5 separate regions of the Mus musculus genome follow, and all the other regions are linked to region 4. A link is a contact called in public ChIA-PET and promoter capture Hi-C data. All regions are on one chromosome and are shown on one strand. The core of a region is the stretch at or near the end of the contact, and the rest is flanking DNA. Distances in the headings are between cores, read along the strand shown.

The links. Promoter capture Hi-C pulls out the DNA fragments that hold promoters and counts their contacts. ChIA-PET counts read pairs in DNA pulled down with a chosen protein or histone mark. Capture Hi-C pulls out chosen DNA fragments and counts their contacts.
Region 1: a contact with region 4 is called in a promoter capture Hi-C map of liver, with 4 times the contacts expected there. The contact joins the enhancer-like site here to the promoter of Mib2 in region 4. A contact is called at or near these places in 5 of 39 promoter capture datasets (the C10 cell line, cranial neural crest, hippocampal neurons and 2 more), 1 of 484 Hi-C or Micro-C datasets (cerebellum) and 1 of 115 datasets of contacts at active chromatin or transcription factors (embryonic stem cells).
Region 2: a contact with region 4 is called in a promoter capture Hi-C map of liver, with 7 times the contacts expected there. The contact joins the promoter of 9430015G10Rik here to the promoter of Mib2 in region 4. A contact is called at or near these places in 5 of 39 promoter capture datasets (cranial neural crest, erythroid cells, liver and 2 more), 2 of 115 datasets of contacts at active chromatin or transcription factors (embryonic stem cells and memory CD8 T cells) and 1 of 9 other capture datasets (adipose tissue).
Region 3: a contact with region 4 is called in an RNA polymerase II ChIA-PET map of memory CD8 T cells, with 59 read pairs. The contact joins the promoter of Ube2j2 here to the promoter of Mib2 in region 4. A contact is called at or near these places in 3 of 39 promoter capture datasets (liver, pre-B cells and stem cell-derived epiblast-like cells), 1 of 484 Hi-C or Micro-C datasets (embryonic stem cells), 2 of 115 datasets of contacts at active chromatin or transcription factors (effector CD8 T cells and memory CD8 T cells) and 1 of 9 other capture datasets (adipose tissue).
Region 5: a contact with region 4 is called in a promoter capture Hi-C map of adipose tissue. The contact joins the promoter of Cfap74 here to the promoter of Mib2 in region 4. A contact is called at or near these places in 7 of 39 promoter capture datasets (the 3T3-L1 cell line, the C10 cell line, cranial neural crest and 3 more), 1 of 115 datasets of contacts at active chromatin or transcription factors (memory CD8 T cells) and 2 of 9 other capture datasets (adipose tissue and pancreatic islet).

Annotation. Positions count from the first base shown.
Region 1 is chr4:155,322,183-155,324,882 of GRCm38.p6, forward strand. The region is part of intron 4 of Prkcz (protein kinase C, zeta); the gene reads right to left. Among named protein-coding and RNA genes, the nearest start is that of Prkcz, 38 kb to the right of the region's middle. Within about 2 kb of position 1,344, at least 12 of the 459 cell types and tissues checked have an H3K27ac peak or open chromatin away from gene starts, as enhancers often do. A contact at or near this core is called in liver, where this site is marked.
Region 2 is chr4:156,108,743-156,111,442 of GRCm38.p6, forward strand. It overlaps 9430015G10Rik (RIKEN cDNA 9430015G10 gene), which reads left to right and starts at 1,256. Exons shown (of 10, transcript NM_177205.1): 1 at 1,256-1,431.
Region 3 is chr4:155,942,397-155,945,096 of GRCm38.p6, forward strand. Ube2j2 (ubiquitin-conjugating enzyme E2J 2) reads left to right here and starts at 1,417. Exons shown (of 8, transcript NM_021402.6): 1 at 1,417-1,754.
Region 4 is chr4:155,667,836-155,670,537 of GRCm38.p6, forward strand. Mib2 (mindbomb E3 ubiquitin protein ligase 2) reads right to left here and starts at 1,384. Exons shown (of 20, transcript NM_001369164.1): 1 at 739-1,384.
Region 5 is chr4:155,407,973-155,410,696 of GRCm38.p6, forward strand. It overlaps Cfap74 (cilia and flagella associated protein 74), which reads left to right and starts at 1,268. Exons shown (of 39, transcript NM_001368738.1): 1 at 1,268-1,598. All of the region lies in intron 2 of 5830444B04Rik (RIKEN cDNA 5830444B04 gene), which reads right to left.

The sequences.
Region 1 (2,700 bases), core at 94-2,593, 350 kb before region 4:
GTAACGGCCAGGTCCAGAGCACTGAAACCCCTAGGTCACAGCAGCAAGCATTCTACTACCACCTCGAGGATCAGGCTCCATTTTGCCGGCTGAGTGGAACGATGTGGTAGCACCTGCAGCAGCTTCAGACACTTTCATCGAACTGACCAGAAGTTGTTCTAGGGCCAGGAGTGGAGACCCGATGTTGGAAATTAACACCTGCCATCTCTCAGCTGTGACTTGTATCTGTCCTTGGATGCAGCTTTATTTATCATGTCAAGCCTGAGGCACATCTGGAGTGTGCCCTACTGGGAATGGTGCAAATACCTACCTACCTACTACCCTCCCTAGCCCACCCCACACACATGCAAAGTGTTGGAAAAGGAGATCGGAATTTGCTGCCTGTGTACCTGCACTTACCACAGCCCTGCCCTCTGTCAGTCAGGATGCTGCTGGAGACACAGTGTCAAAACTACTCGCTGTTTGTTCCAACCTCTGTGATGACCTGCATAGTGTAATTCTGCATGCCTATAGCAAGTTAATTTTTCTCCCAGCCCAAATGCTACAGTACGTAAGTAATATCTGTAGAAATAGCAGCTTCCAGCATAGAAGCCCCTGTCCAGCCCACAAGCGAGCCTGGCCCATGAACATCCAGTTTCGGGGAGAGTTCAGCACCCCAGGAACCTGTTTTGAACAATCCTGGGACTACATGGTAACTTGGTTAGGGATTGTGATCACAGCAGGGTCAGGGTGGACTTGCCTGACATCCGCAGCCCCTCTCCCCTCTTACTGTGGAAATGAGCAGATTCCCATGTGCCCACCACCCCATTCTGTACCCCAAGTGTAGCTAGCTGCCCCACAGCCACTATTTCAACATCGCAGGTCTGGTTTTACTTTGGAATTATTGTGAAGTGCCTTGGGGGTAGATGACCCCAAGCACTGGGGACAAGTTTTAATTAAAGACTGGCTTGGGGCTGGGCACTTTTACACATTGTTTCACTTGAGCCTTAGGAATCCCAATCAATTAAGTTATTTGTGTTCACACATGAGGCTCAGAGTACAAAGGTTATTTGCCCAAGGTCAGAGTGTGCAGAAGTAGGGTCAGCCAGACAGGGGCACTCCTATTCTTAGCTGCTTGGCAGCAGCTACTTTGAATAAAAATCAGCCTCTGATGTCATCAGAACACTGAGACCTAAGATGCTGTCCTGTACCTCCTGGGCACACTGAGTCCAACACCACCAGATTGGATAAGAGAGACAAAGCCAAATAGGTGAGATAAGGATAGAGAGCCATAATACTGCCCTCAGAGACAGTCGCAGAGACAGACTCATGGCCACCATAGCTCCGTTAGGCAAGTGCTCTGGGAGGCAGGAGTCTAAAGGCCAGAGATTCGGTCCAGGTGAAGTCTCACTCTGGCCTCTCTGACTTGGATGCCCCTTCCCCTGACAATATTTACTCAGGGAACTCCAGGCAGTGGACCAAGCCCTGGCCACAGCCATAACTGTCAGGCAATAAATAAATACTCTCACTAGATCAAAGAGAAGGACCACAAGAACATAGGAGAAGGTTCAGTTGGGTGCAATGGAACATGTGGAATATTCCTTGATTGTCAACTTGATGTGATTTAGAATCTCTTGATGATTCTAAATGACATGATTTAGGTTGGAAACAAACCTCTGGGCACATCTGTGAGGGATTTCCTAAGTTAGGCTGAGGTAGGAAGACTTACCCCAAATGTGGGCAGCATCATTCAGTAGGCTAAGGTCCTGGAGAGAGTGGACTGAGTTGCAGGCAGCGGTCTGACGCTCTCCCTTTCCTGACCTGATACAATGTGACCAGCTGCTTCAGGTTCCTGCTTGACTGGATACAATGTGACCAGCTGCCTTAGGTTCCTGTCGCTACATTTTCCCAAATATGACACAGTGTTCTCTCAAACTGGGAGCCAATGTACACTGTCCTTCCATCAGTTGCTTTCTTGGGGTGTTTTTCTACAATACAAACGACTAATATGCAAATGCTGCAGTGATACTGGGGATCTAGGCACTTGCTCTGGGTACCGTGGGGCCTAGGAGAGGACCATCAATCAGCTGGCCCATGAGTCCACGTCTCAAGCAAAATCACAAGTCACAATCTTCCTTGTTTGTGTGCCCAGTAATGACAGCAGAGTAGAAATCTGACTGGAGTTCCAGGAAAAAGCTGTGGCTTTGGGAGCCCTAGCAGGGTAGGCATGGCCGGCTGTCCTGGTATGCTAAGTGCAGACACAAGTAAACAGAGATTTAATAAAAATGCACACTGGGGAGAGAAACAGATAACCTCAAAGAGAAACAGGGACCTCAAGCTATCTCCAGGTCAAGGTCATAGCTTTAGGTTTAAGTAGGGCAGGGGCAAAAGACACGTATAATTAAGCTGTTCTGGTGGGGTGTGGTCTGGCTGATCATTATCTTGGTTCTGACTCGGCAAGGTGAGGATGGAGAAGTTCTTGTTGCTTGAGGGGAGCAGTCTGGCTCACGTGAGACAGTCTCCTGCTCCAGGCGCAGACTCACATCTTGGATAATTGCTCTCACCTCAGGGGCAGTCCTTCCTCGTGACTGTGGGGTTGGGAGGATGACCGGAGAACTCTGGAAATCTTTTTAGAGCTAGGATAGCACATTGCAAAAGCTGACAGTGACATGCCTCCGCTGCTCTCTGAGCCTTCAGCCCGAAAGGGCATAAGCTAGGTTA
Region 2 (2,700 bases), core at 6-2,505, 440 kb after region 4:
GAGGTCATGAGGAAGTGAGGAAGGCCTAGCAGAGAGCAGGGTGAAAAAAACAGGACCAAGCCTGACAGATACTCTCTAATCTTTGTTCAAAACAGAGCCCTGGTGCACACAGTTTTGCTCTTTTCCAGGGGCGGTCTAGTGGTTCTACCTCACTTCAGAGAAGATGTAAGCTTTCAAAAAGTACAGTGCCAGGGCTGGTGAGATGGCTCAGTGGGTAAGAGCACTGACTGCTCTTCTGAAAGTCCTGAGTTCAAATCCCAGCAACCACATGGTGACTCACAATCATCCATAATGAGAACTGACGCCCTCTTCTGGGGTGTCTGAGGACAGCTACAGTGTACTTACATATAATAATAAATAAATCTTTAAAAAAAAAAAAAGTACAGTGCCTCCTCCTTGTGTTACTGTGGGGCGTCCATGGAGTTTTAGCTTCTGTGAAGAAGCCTAAGTACCCGAGGCCTCCAAAGTGAGAGGCCGGGGCGATCAGGCAGCCCAGAGACAAGACTCCTCCTAAGCATTCCACTTGGTGACCCCAGAGGCACCATGCTCGGCTTAAGAGTGGGTGTGGCTTCCCATTTGGGAGGAACCAGAGTCCAGCTCCCTAAGCAGACACGCCAAAGATGTATTAGAAAGTCCCGATTTTTACAAAAGAATGAATTTGAACTTTGTCTTCATCTTGAAATGGGGCTAGCCAAATCACGAACTATAGCCAGTTAAATATTTCAAAGGCTACCATAGCCTTGATTGGCAGTTCTGATTCTTTTTTTTTTTTTTTTGAGACAGGGTTTCTCTATATAGCCCTGGCACTCACTTTGTAGACCAGGCTGGCCTCGAACTCAGAAATCCGCCTGTCTCTGCCTTCCAGTGCTGGGATTAAAGGCGTGCGCCCCGACACCCGGCTCCAGCTTTGAATTCTTTTGTGACCCTCTTGGAGCGAGGCGGACGTTACACTCCATAGCCTTGCTTAGAACCAAGGCCGGCCACCTAACAAGGACTACGATGATTGGCCGCCCCTAGAACTATTGGGGAATGTAGTCGTTTCCTTCCCTCCCTAGGCTCAAGTCCTCTTGGACTACATTTCCCAGTCAGCGCTGGGAACGCAAACCCGCTGCCAGGACGGAATCCTGGGTAAACGCACTTGGGCGAAGGGGCCGCTAGGAGTTGTAGTTTTTTTGCCCTCGCCACGGCCTGGGCGGGGGCGGGCCAGAGACTACAAATCCCAGAGACGCTCGCGGGGCGCGCGCAGGGCGGCCGGTACGAAAGGAGCTCGGCTGGCGAGTGGTGAGTGAGGGCCCTGCTCTGGCGGAGGTGGCGGCTGCAGCGACGCCGTAAAGGCCGCGGGTAGCGCAGACTCTGGGACTCTGAGACTAATGCAGGGCCTAGCGGGGCAGCGCCTCCCTCGCTGCCTGCCATCTTGTCAGTGAGGAGGCGGTACGGACGGAGCCGGGAGTGGAGCGTGGTGGATGGAGGGACGGGGAGGTTGCAGGGGACATGGACCGCGAGCTGCACGGAGGTGGAGGACGTGGGAGATGGGTTGGTGTCGTGAAGGGGGCGAGGTCCTCCCGCGGGATGTGCTCTTCTTGAGGACTTTGCCGTGAGAGCCACTATATCAGCGAGTTACACATCCTCCCGCGTTTCGGCGCATTAAATGTAAAGGTGTCGAACTTAGCCCAGTATTTTGTTTTTTTATTGTTTTGGGAAAGGGGTTGGCCATGTAACCCCTGCCGTTGTCTCGTAATCTTGTTGGGTTTTCTTAGTCTCACTGCAGTGTACAAAGAAGGCAAAACTGTTTTTTTTTGTTTGTTTGTTTGTTTGTTTTGTTTTGTTTTTAATTTGTGGGTTTGTGGTGCTGTGTGTGGCCGAGGTGGGGTGGGGGCAGGATTTGAATCTGGGGCTTTCTCACATTTTGCTTCTCCTCTACAATAAATCCCGCAAGAAAGTCATGGGTTGGCTTCACCAGGTTGAGCCAGGTTACAAACATAGTTTGGTAACTACGTTAAGAGCTAGACAATAATTTGAGTCCGTTTTTATTTTTAGAAGCTCGTAGAAGGAACTACAGATCTGAATTATGCAGATAGTTTCTTTCTCCACCCCCCCCCATCCCCCCTTCCTTTTCTTTCTTTTTTTGAGACAGGTTGGCCTGGAACTCATTCTGTAGACTAGGCTGGGATTAAAGGCATGTGGCCCCGTAACTCGGCTAATAGTTTCTTTTCTTGACTTCCATATCCTGGCCTTAATAATCTTCCCCAAAACAAAGCAAGCACATATCTTGATGAGTTTAACTCATCTTAGGTGAGCTCTTTTGTCCACTAGCAGCATCTGTCACAACCTTTCGGAACTGGCTTGCATTTGTTCATGTTAATTTGGATCTATAAGGTAACTCATTAAAAGAACATTGCTACCAGGCAATGGTGGCACACATTCCCAGCACCTCGGAGGCAGAGGCAGGCAAATCTCTTGAGTTCCAGGCTCCAGGATAGTGGGTAAGAACAGGTATTCAACAATGCTACTCCTTGTGTAGCTACCTAATGATGAGAATCTATCTCAAAAGAAAATCAGCTTGAAAGACATCATCTACTACATAGTTTGAGACCAGCCTGAAATACATAAGACTGCACACACATGCACAGTGGTCTGTAATCCCATGCTTGTAACCCTAGCACTTTGGGAGGCAGGGGCAGGAGTTGAAGACCAACCTGG
Region 3 (2,700 bases), core at 167-2,666, 270 kb after region 4:
CACAAGACATTCTCTCTATAGTTCCTTCAGACTACTTCAATTTGTACGCACAAATTGACTTGCTAAAGATGCCTTTTTTTTTTTTTTTCCAAGACAGGGTTTCTCTGTGTAGCCCTGGCTGTCCTGGAACTCACCTTGTAGACTGAACTCAGAAATCCGCCTGCCTCTGCCTTCCCAGTGCTGGGATCAAAGGCATGCGCCACCACCGCCCGGGTCTAAAAATGCCTGTTGTGTAACAATATATAGGCTTTGCAATGTGGATTCTGGATTCAGTCCTGCAAAGGCTGAGCCTCCTGCTGCTAAGAATCCTTAATTCATCCTGCAGTGTCTCTCTTCCAGTGTGTTGTAACCCGGAATACTGACACCTACCACATCTGACTTGGCTTTCTGGAACCTGTACACAGAGTTCACAGGCAAATGAAGGGAAGGTGCTGGGTCAAGGACGCAGGGTGTGTGTGTGTGTGTGTGTGTGTGTGTGTGTGTGTGTGTGTGTGTGTGATGTTATCTCACCAACATAAGAACAAACTTTAGCATTCGATTCTAGGAATGCAACAGTGAGGCAGCAGTGTGTGCAGGGAGAGCTGGAGAAGTCTGGATCTCTATCAGCCTCCTCAGCCCAGATTCTCCAGCTGTCAGGGCCCAAACTAGTATTTAGAACATCCCTACTGGCAGCCTCCTGTCTCAGCACCAGCCAGATAGTCTGGCCAAAAGACCAAGCTGTACCGCCTCCCCTCCCCAGGGCCAGGAAGGAGGCGGAGGGAGAGGGGAAACCCGTCTTAGAGCAATGTCCTCGAGCATAAAGATGGTATTCAAGAACTGATTGGGAAACTTGGTGCGGAAACACAGGGACTCTTTTTATGAGGACGGCTGTTCCCGGGGCTGGGGGTCTGCCGCGGGCTTGGAGTGCGGGATACGCCTATGCCCATCATTGGCTCCGTACACGGGGATCTTCGTGGCTATAGGGGCAGCGAGGGAGAACTGAGTGAACCTCCAGCTCGGAATTTAACTGTGTTTAGAGCAGACAAGAGTGCATCCTGGGCCAGAAGGTGGCCGGTGGCCCTAATTCGTTGTGAACTCATGGGTCATCTTTTCTCTGGGGCTGGCCTCCCTGACTGGCCCTGATTTGGGGTCGGGAGCACTGCGGGATTTCTGCAGCCACTTACTGGTTCCTGGAGTGCCGGCCAGACAGTACGAAGTCTTGGGAGTGTCTAGCCCAGTTTCCCGACACAGGAGCCACAACCCCCTCCCCCGAGCTATTCTCTAGTGCGCACGCGTCAGCAACCCTTTGCGCAGTAGCCGGACACAACCATTAGCCAAAAACCCGAGACTGACCTGAGCCAGCTAGGAACTGACAGTGGAGCCTCCACCAAGCTGCCTAGCGGAGCGCTTCCACCCGCGGACAGCGCACCGGAAGCGGAAGCGGAAGCGGGCCTAGGCCGTCCCCGGAGCGGCCATCTTGGAGGCTGAGCGGCGGTAGCGGCGGCGAGGCTGCTTGCGGCGGGTGCGGTGGGCCGAGTCCCAGCGCGGGTGCGGCTCACGGCGCGGGCCCCACTCTTCCGCACCCTGCTCTGGCCTCGACCACGGCGAACCTGAACGCGGCCGCGGCCTCAGGGAGAGGTGAGCGCTCGCGGGCTGCGCGGGGCCTCGGGCCGCTCGTTCGCCCCGCCGGAGCCGGCTGCAGCGGCGGGCGGGGACGCGGGGACGCCACACGTCGGGTCCCGTTGGTTACGTCGCCGGCTGTGCCCGGACCCGAGGTCGGTTACTGAGGGCGCTCGGGGTTCCTGTCGGGGGCGGGTTAGGGGTTTTGTTTGCCGCGCGGCGGATTCTCTCACGGACGCTCGGAAGACTCCGAGGAGGAGCCAGGTTTGATCTTTAAAAAAACGTATCCCGTGAGTTTGTTGTGGGGTGGTAGCCGTTGAGTGGCCCCCTTTCATCGCGATCAGTTAGAACCCCAGGCTGCTTAATAGACCCCAACAGGGGCGAGCGTGTCCGCGGTTACGCCCTTGAGGGTAATGCAACAAAACCTTGGGCAGTAAGAGTGGGGCTTGGGCCCGTTTCGGGGGTCGGGGTGAGGACGGCCGATGCTTATTCTCCACCTCTGCTAACTGCGGACTCTCAGCCAGTGACCTCACTTCCTTCTTAGTGGACATCATCACTTAGCTGTGTGTTTAACCTCAGTCAAGCTCTCAACGTCATCAGATCCAGATAGACCAGGAAGAGAAAAGAGCAGAGTTCACTGTAAGCTAACAAGTGCATAAGAATGTACCTTTCTGCAAGTAGTGATACAGGGCTTTATTCATGGCCAGGTGTGTGTAATGGGGGGGGAAAAAGGATTTTAGGATTGTATTTCATTATAAAGTCCCGCGTATGATCTTCAGCCGGAGATAGGTCTAGGTTCCTAGAACTTGGAGTCAGTCCTCTGCAACATCATTGTCTTCCTGTACTCGGCGTCAGTTCAGTTCTCGGTGTGTGTGAGAAAGTGGTGCTAAGGCTGTTTATTGTGAGCTTCTGGCTTCCTTCAGCCCGTGGAGTAATCCTGGAGAAGGTAAAACTCCCTGAAAATCCTGGCCTTGGGTGTGTCATGTGCCCTTCTGACCATCTGTCAGGCCAAGGTCTTAATTCCCCACCGTCACCTAACCTGTGTGGAGTGTTGTGGGAGAGAGATGTCCAAAAGGAAAAAGAACTACCACCTTGGCACGG
Region 4 (2,702 bases), core at 134-2,633:
GATTGTCTGAAGACAGCTACAGTGTACTTACATATAATAAATAAATGAATCTTTAAAAAAAAATTAAGTCATGTTATAGTATAAAAGTTAGCAGATTGCCTTTATTCAAATGAATAAAACTACATGACATAGAGAGGATTCAGGACTCGAGTATATCTCCCTATACCTCTGGTGGTGTCGGAGATACTGTTGAATTGAAAAATGTCTAACAAAACTGGTTCATCAGAGGCCCCTACTAGGCAGGTGGATGTCCTAGATGCTAGTAGAATCAAACAAGAATGTCAACTGAAGACACAGAGGCCAGGAAACCAGATCTACCCTGCACCAAGACATCTGCTGGGGGACATCATTAAGGTTCAGGGGTATCATGGCTACTAATCTCTGGGGAACTCTAGGTACACTGTAGCTTGGGGTTCACCACCCTGCCTAGGGCTGACCTTGGGTGGGATAATGACATTCAGATACTTGTTGCATCAGAAGCAACAGGCCACAGTGGAATATATAGCCAGGAGACATTCTATAAGCAGCCAATCTTGCTCTGTCCCCAAGCCCACTAGCTCCTTAAGAGCCTTCCTGGCATCTCTGCTTTTCTTATTGGTTCTGAACCCAAAGGAGGCAGAAAGGACGATTTCTCACTGCCCAGTCCACTCAAGCACATTTAAACAGAAACACAAACCCTGACACATCAGACGGCATCCTCAAGAGAAACAAACCAAACCCGAACTGTCAAGCGCTCACCTGTCTGGAGGTCCAGTGTCCCCCACCCGCCTTGAGAATCGGGCAGGAGCCCTGATGCTTGGAGACTTGGGACTGGCCTCCGCCGTGCTGACCTTCCTCTCTGAAAGCCCCAGGAGATCCAAACCTATGGCCAGGGGTGCTGAGACGCAGTTAACATCTGAGAAGGGACAGAGGCCGCTGGTCGCCTTAAAAAGCTCCCATGGGTCTGGTGGCTGGGACACGCTGCATCACCCCCACGCACCGAGAACGCGCAACGGGCACGAGCTGGGTCCAGGGGGAGAAGCACCAAAAGCCCGTCGCGCTGAAGGGCCGAGGTCAGCCAACAAAACCGCAGCCCCGTCAGGACGATCAGGACCCCTAGGCCCCGTGCCACCGCCCCCGTCGCTGGGAGGACGCCCGGCCCGGCCCCCCACTTGCCAAGAGTTTCCGCGCTCGTTCGGCCCAGGAATACCCGCCCCTGAGCAGCGCAGAGGCTGACAGTGGAGCCTCGGCTCGCCACCGAGACGCCAGCTGCAGCCCGCCGTCCTCCGCCCCCTAACAGTGTTTAGCAAGGCCGCCTCTCTTGCGCTAGCCCACCAGGGAGCCCCACCACGGCTCCCCGACTACAGTCGCGGGGCGCCGCACAGATTGCCGGGAGCTGTAGTTTGCAGAGCCAGCCCGGGGGCGGGACAGACGACTCCCAGGAGGCTCTGCGCGTGACGCACTATGCTTAGGGTCAGGGGGCGGGGCTTATAGCTACCAAGGCACCCCGAGCATGACGTACACGTCTGGTCTGGTAGCAAAGGGACCGACGGACGCGTTATGCATGGTCAGCGGGAGCTCTGTTTCTCTAAAGAAGAAACTGGAAATGCCTGCGTCTCGGCATTCTTGGAACAGAGAGGGAGCGTTGAAAGGGGATGGGCGCAAAGTCGCACCCGGAAGTGCGTGTGGGCGGAGCCAGCCCTGCACAGGTCTCCTGCGCAGTACTAGTTCCCAGGACGCTCTCTGTTGCCTTGGAGACAGAAGTTTCGGGTGACGTCTTGCCTGAAATGGGTGGGGTTTCCAGAGATGTAGCGAAAACGCATCCAAAGTAATTCTTTTGGCTTTTTTTTTTCTTTTTGAAATAAGGTTTCACTATGTAGCAACGTGTAGCAACATATTGCAACATAGCCTGGGCCTCACTATGTTGATCCTGCTGACCCCGAGCTCATGGAGCCCCACCTGCTTCTGCCTCGAGAGTGCTGGAAATTAAAGCATGCACTACCACACCCTGCACGACTTAATTTATTTTATAATCAGAGTTGCGCCCATCTTTTTTCTTTTGTTTTCCTATCCTCTATCTGGAGCGGGGTGGGAATCAACTCAGACCTACTGAGCAACCCCCTACCCAGCTACTGATTTTAGTCCTACAGGCATAAAGTTAACAAGCAGTCATCCTGGCCTTTGTGTTTATAAACAGTATACTGCCTTGATTTACATGTATTAGACAGTTCTATGAAGTTCCTCAGACCACAACAACATAGTTCTCCAGCAACTCTCCCCACAAGCTTTGCCCCCATGTGCAAGTTACCTCCATATGTATTGTAACTGTCCCCTCACCAGCTTGCTGTCTAGGTGTATTCCACTGCTGCACACTACCACATATGAACCCAGTCTATTCCGGCACAATCGTAATTGTTCTTTGTTCTTTTCTTTACATTTATTTATTTTTGTTGAGGGAGGGGACACCAGTGCCATAAGCTGTAACCTCCCCCAGCCTGAAACAAGCTGATCCAGACCTTGACCTTGAGGCCACTAGGGAGATTACCTGGGGTGGAGCCTTCCTGCCTAGATGGCTCTATTGTTCTGCCACCTGCCACTGCTCCTCCAAGACACTGCTACCTGCTGAGAGGCCGCTGAGATATACCTGAAGAACACCCTATCCTGCAAGTCGCCTACAGGCTGGCTCCAGACACCAGAAATGGACTGGCAGGGGATGGGCCTTC
Region 5 (2,724 bases), core at 18-2,517, 260 kb before region 4:
TTGGTTCTTGATTCCCAACTGGCATATTGAGATAAAAGTGGAAGGGAGCCGGGCATGGTAGCATACGCCTTTAATCCCAGCACTTGGGAGGCAGAGGCAGGTGGATTTCTGAGTTCGAGGCCAGCCTGGTCTACAGAGTGAGTTCCAGGACAGCCAGGGCTGCACAGAGAAACCCTGTCTCAAAAAACAAAACAAAACAAAAAAAGTGGAAGGGAGGCAAACCTAATGTATACCTGACAGGCTTGGCCAGCCTAACAGAGGAGTATAGTATACCCCAGAGAAAATTACATGTGTTAGTCAGAGTTTTGTCCCTGTAAACAAATATTTGAGGCAACGTGAAAGAGAAGACCAATTTATTCACTTATTTTACTATAGTGGGGATTATACTTCATACCACAAATATTAGTATTGGATATGGTTACTTCACAACCCTCTCTGCTCAGCCATATACCAGGGTCAACCCAGAGTAGGAGGCCCAGTTCACATTCTCCCTCAGCTAAAGGTTACAAACCAACTGGCTATCTTTCCCAAATTGCTTTACTAGGACATCCGGCTTCCATACACAAAGCTCTAAACTTATAGAACACCTGGGTTCGATCCCCAGCCACACACACACCTATACAGTATTGCAGTGGTATTTCACAGGCAAAGTATCTGAAGGGAGTGCAGAGGTACCCCCCACCAATCTCCACTGACATTTCCACAGGCTCTGTATTATTTTGAGGACTTCTTAACGCTGAAGGTTCTCCATCTCCAAGACAAAACTACAGGAGTTGCCAGTCATCCCTGCGACTCTGAGGAAAGGGAACATGTCCTGTCCACTGTTGAGCCCACCTCCTGCCCGGACTAGTGACCACGCCAACTTAAACGACCAAAAACAATCCAAAGAGTCCTGTGAGTTATCCAGAGGAGTCAGATGTCACCACCTAGAGGGCACAACACAGGCTGCAAAGCCCTGGGAGAGCCAGAATTCAGATCCAAGAGACGCAGGAGATCCTAACTTCTGCGTAAATGGTCTTTTAAGTAAGCAGTTGACCCAAGTTTCAACTGGCTTTAGACAAGTTCTCGAGCACCTGCCCCAGTCTCCAGGAGAATCGTCTGGGCAACAGTCAGCTTTGACTCTGCCCTCCGCGATGCTCGTCCCACTTTACCCCCGCTGTTGCACTACGCCTGCGCACAAGCTCTCCCTCCGCAGCCTCAGCCCCGCCCGCTACCCCAAAGCAGCCTTCCGTTGCCATGGAGCTGCGCGCCCAAACTACGCAGCCTCAGACCCACGGTGGCTGGGGGCAGTCGGGCCGTTAAGAGGCCATGGTCTAGCGGCTTAAGGAACTGATTCTGCGGGGGCCAGTGCTGAGGAACCGTCGCCGAGGATCTGTTTCTGGGAGGCGACCTAGTTACTGGACCACTTTCTAGGGGTCATTTGTGAGGAGCTGTTGCTAAGGGGCAGTCGCCAGGGACCATTCTTGAGAGGTTGTTGCTGCTGAGGGACCACCACCGAGGAGCCGTTCCTGAGGAGGTTTGCCAACAGTGCAGCCCACTCTTGGGGGACCTTTGCTGAAGTCTCATCGCTGAGGGACATCACTGGGCTGCCCAGAGAGGTGGGTACTGGCGACTTCAGCCTTGGGGCTGCACTGAGGATGCGCTGAACAAGGGGTAACTTTTCTGCGTGGACACGTGGCGGTGAGTCACGTGGTTACCACAGCCTATGAAGCGTCAGCATCAATCCTGCTGGTGAAGAGCCAGGCATCAGTCTGAGAGCTGAAAGTAAGAGTCACCTCCCGCTGTTCCAGCCTGGCTTTAAATACAAAACCCTTCATTGCAAGTGGATAGGCCTCCTTAGCTTGATTTTTCCATAAAATGACTCCCTTATCTGGGTAAAAATGCTTAGCAAAATACACCCTGAATGAAGGTGTGCTGTGGGCCAAGTAATGAGTGGACTAGTAAGTAATGTGAGCTAGGTAATGAGTAGACTGCTCAGGTATTCATTGATGAATATTGTCTTCAAACAAATGATGCCTACCTTCTTGTGTACAATTTAAGAACTGATTATCAAACAATTTATCAAAAGCCCACCCAAGCCAATAAATAGAATCTTGTCTTCACCCATAACATAGTACCCTCCTCTCCTGGTTAACTATGAACAAACCCGTGATTCTCACTTCTCCTCGTGTGTAACCGCACACCTTTGCTTATCTTAGATTAGAAATTTATTCCTGAACAGTAGTTTTTGTTAATGGTTTGATTGGTTTTTGAGAAAGGGTTTTTCTGTATGGTCCTGGTTGTCCTGGAACTTGCTCTGCAGACCAGGCTGGCCTCAAACTCAGAGATGTACCTACGTCTGCTTCCCGAGTGCTGGGACTAAAAGGCCTGTGCCACCACACCCAGCTTGAAGCCCTCCCCTTCTTGTCTTTAAAATAAATAAGACGAGCTTCAAGACTGACAGAATACATTTCTGTTGTGTAAAGAATTCAAGTTGGAGCACTTTGTTATGGCAACCCTGGAAAACTCCTGTGACAAGTGAGAGTTTCTGCAGCCCTCTCTAAGGAGAGGGCTGTCCTCTCAGAAGAAAAGATAGAACAGGCAGTACAGTGGCCCCAGGGACACCCAACGTCCCAATCCTCCGAACCAGTAAAAACATAACGTTCCATGGCTAAGAGGAACTGAGGCGGCCCATCAGCTTCCTTTGAGATGGAAGAACTATCTTGGGTCATCTCATTGGAAGAG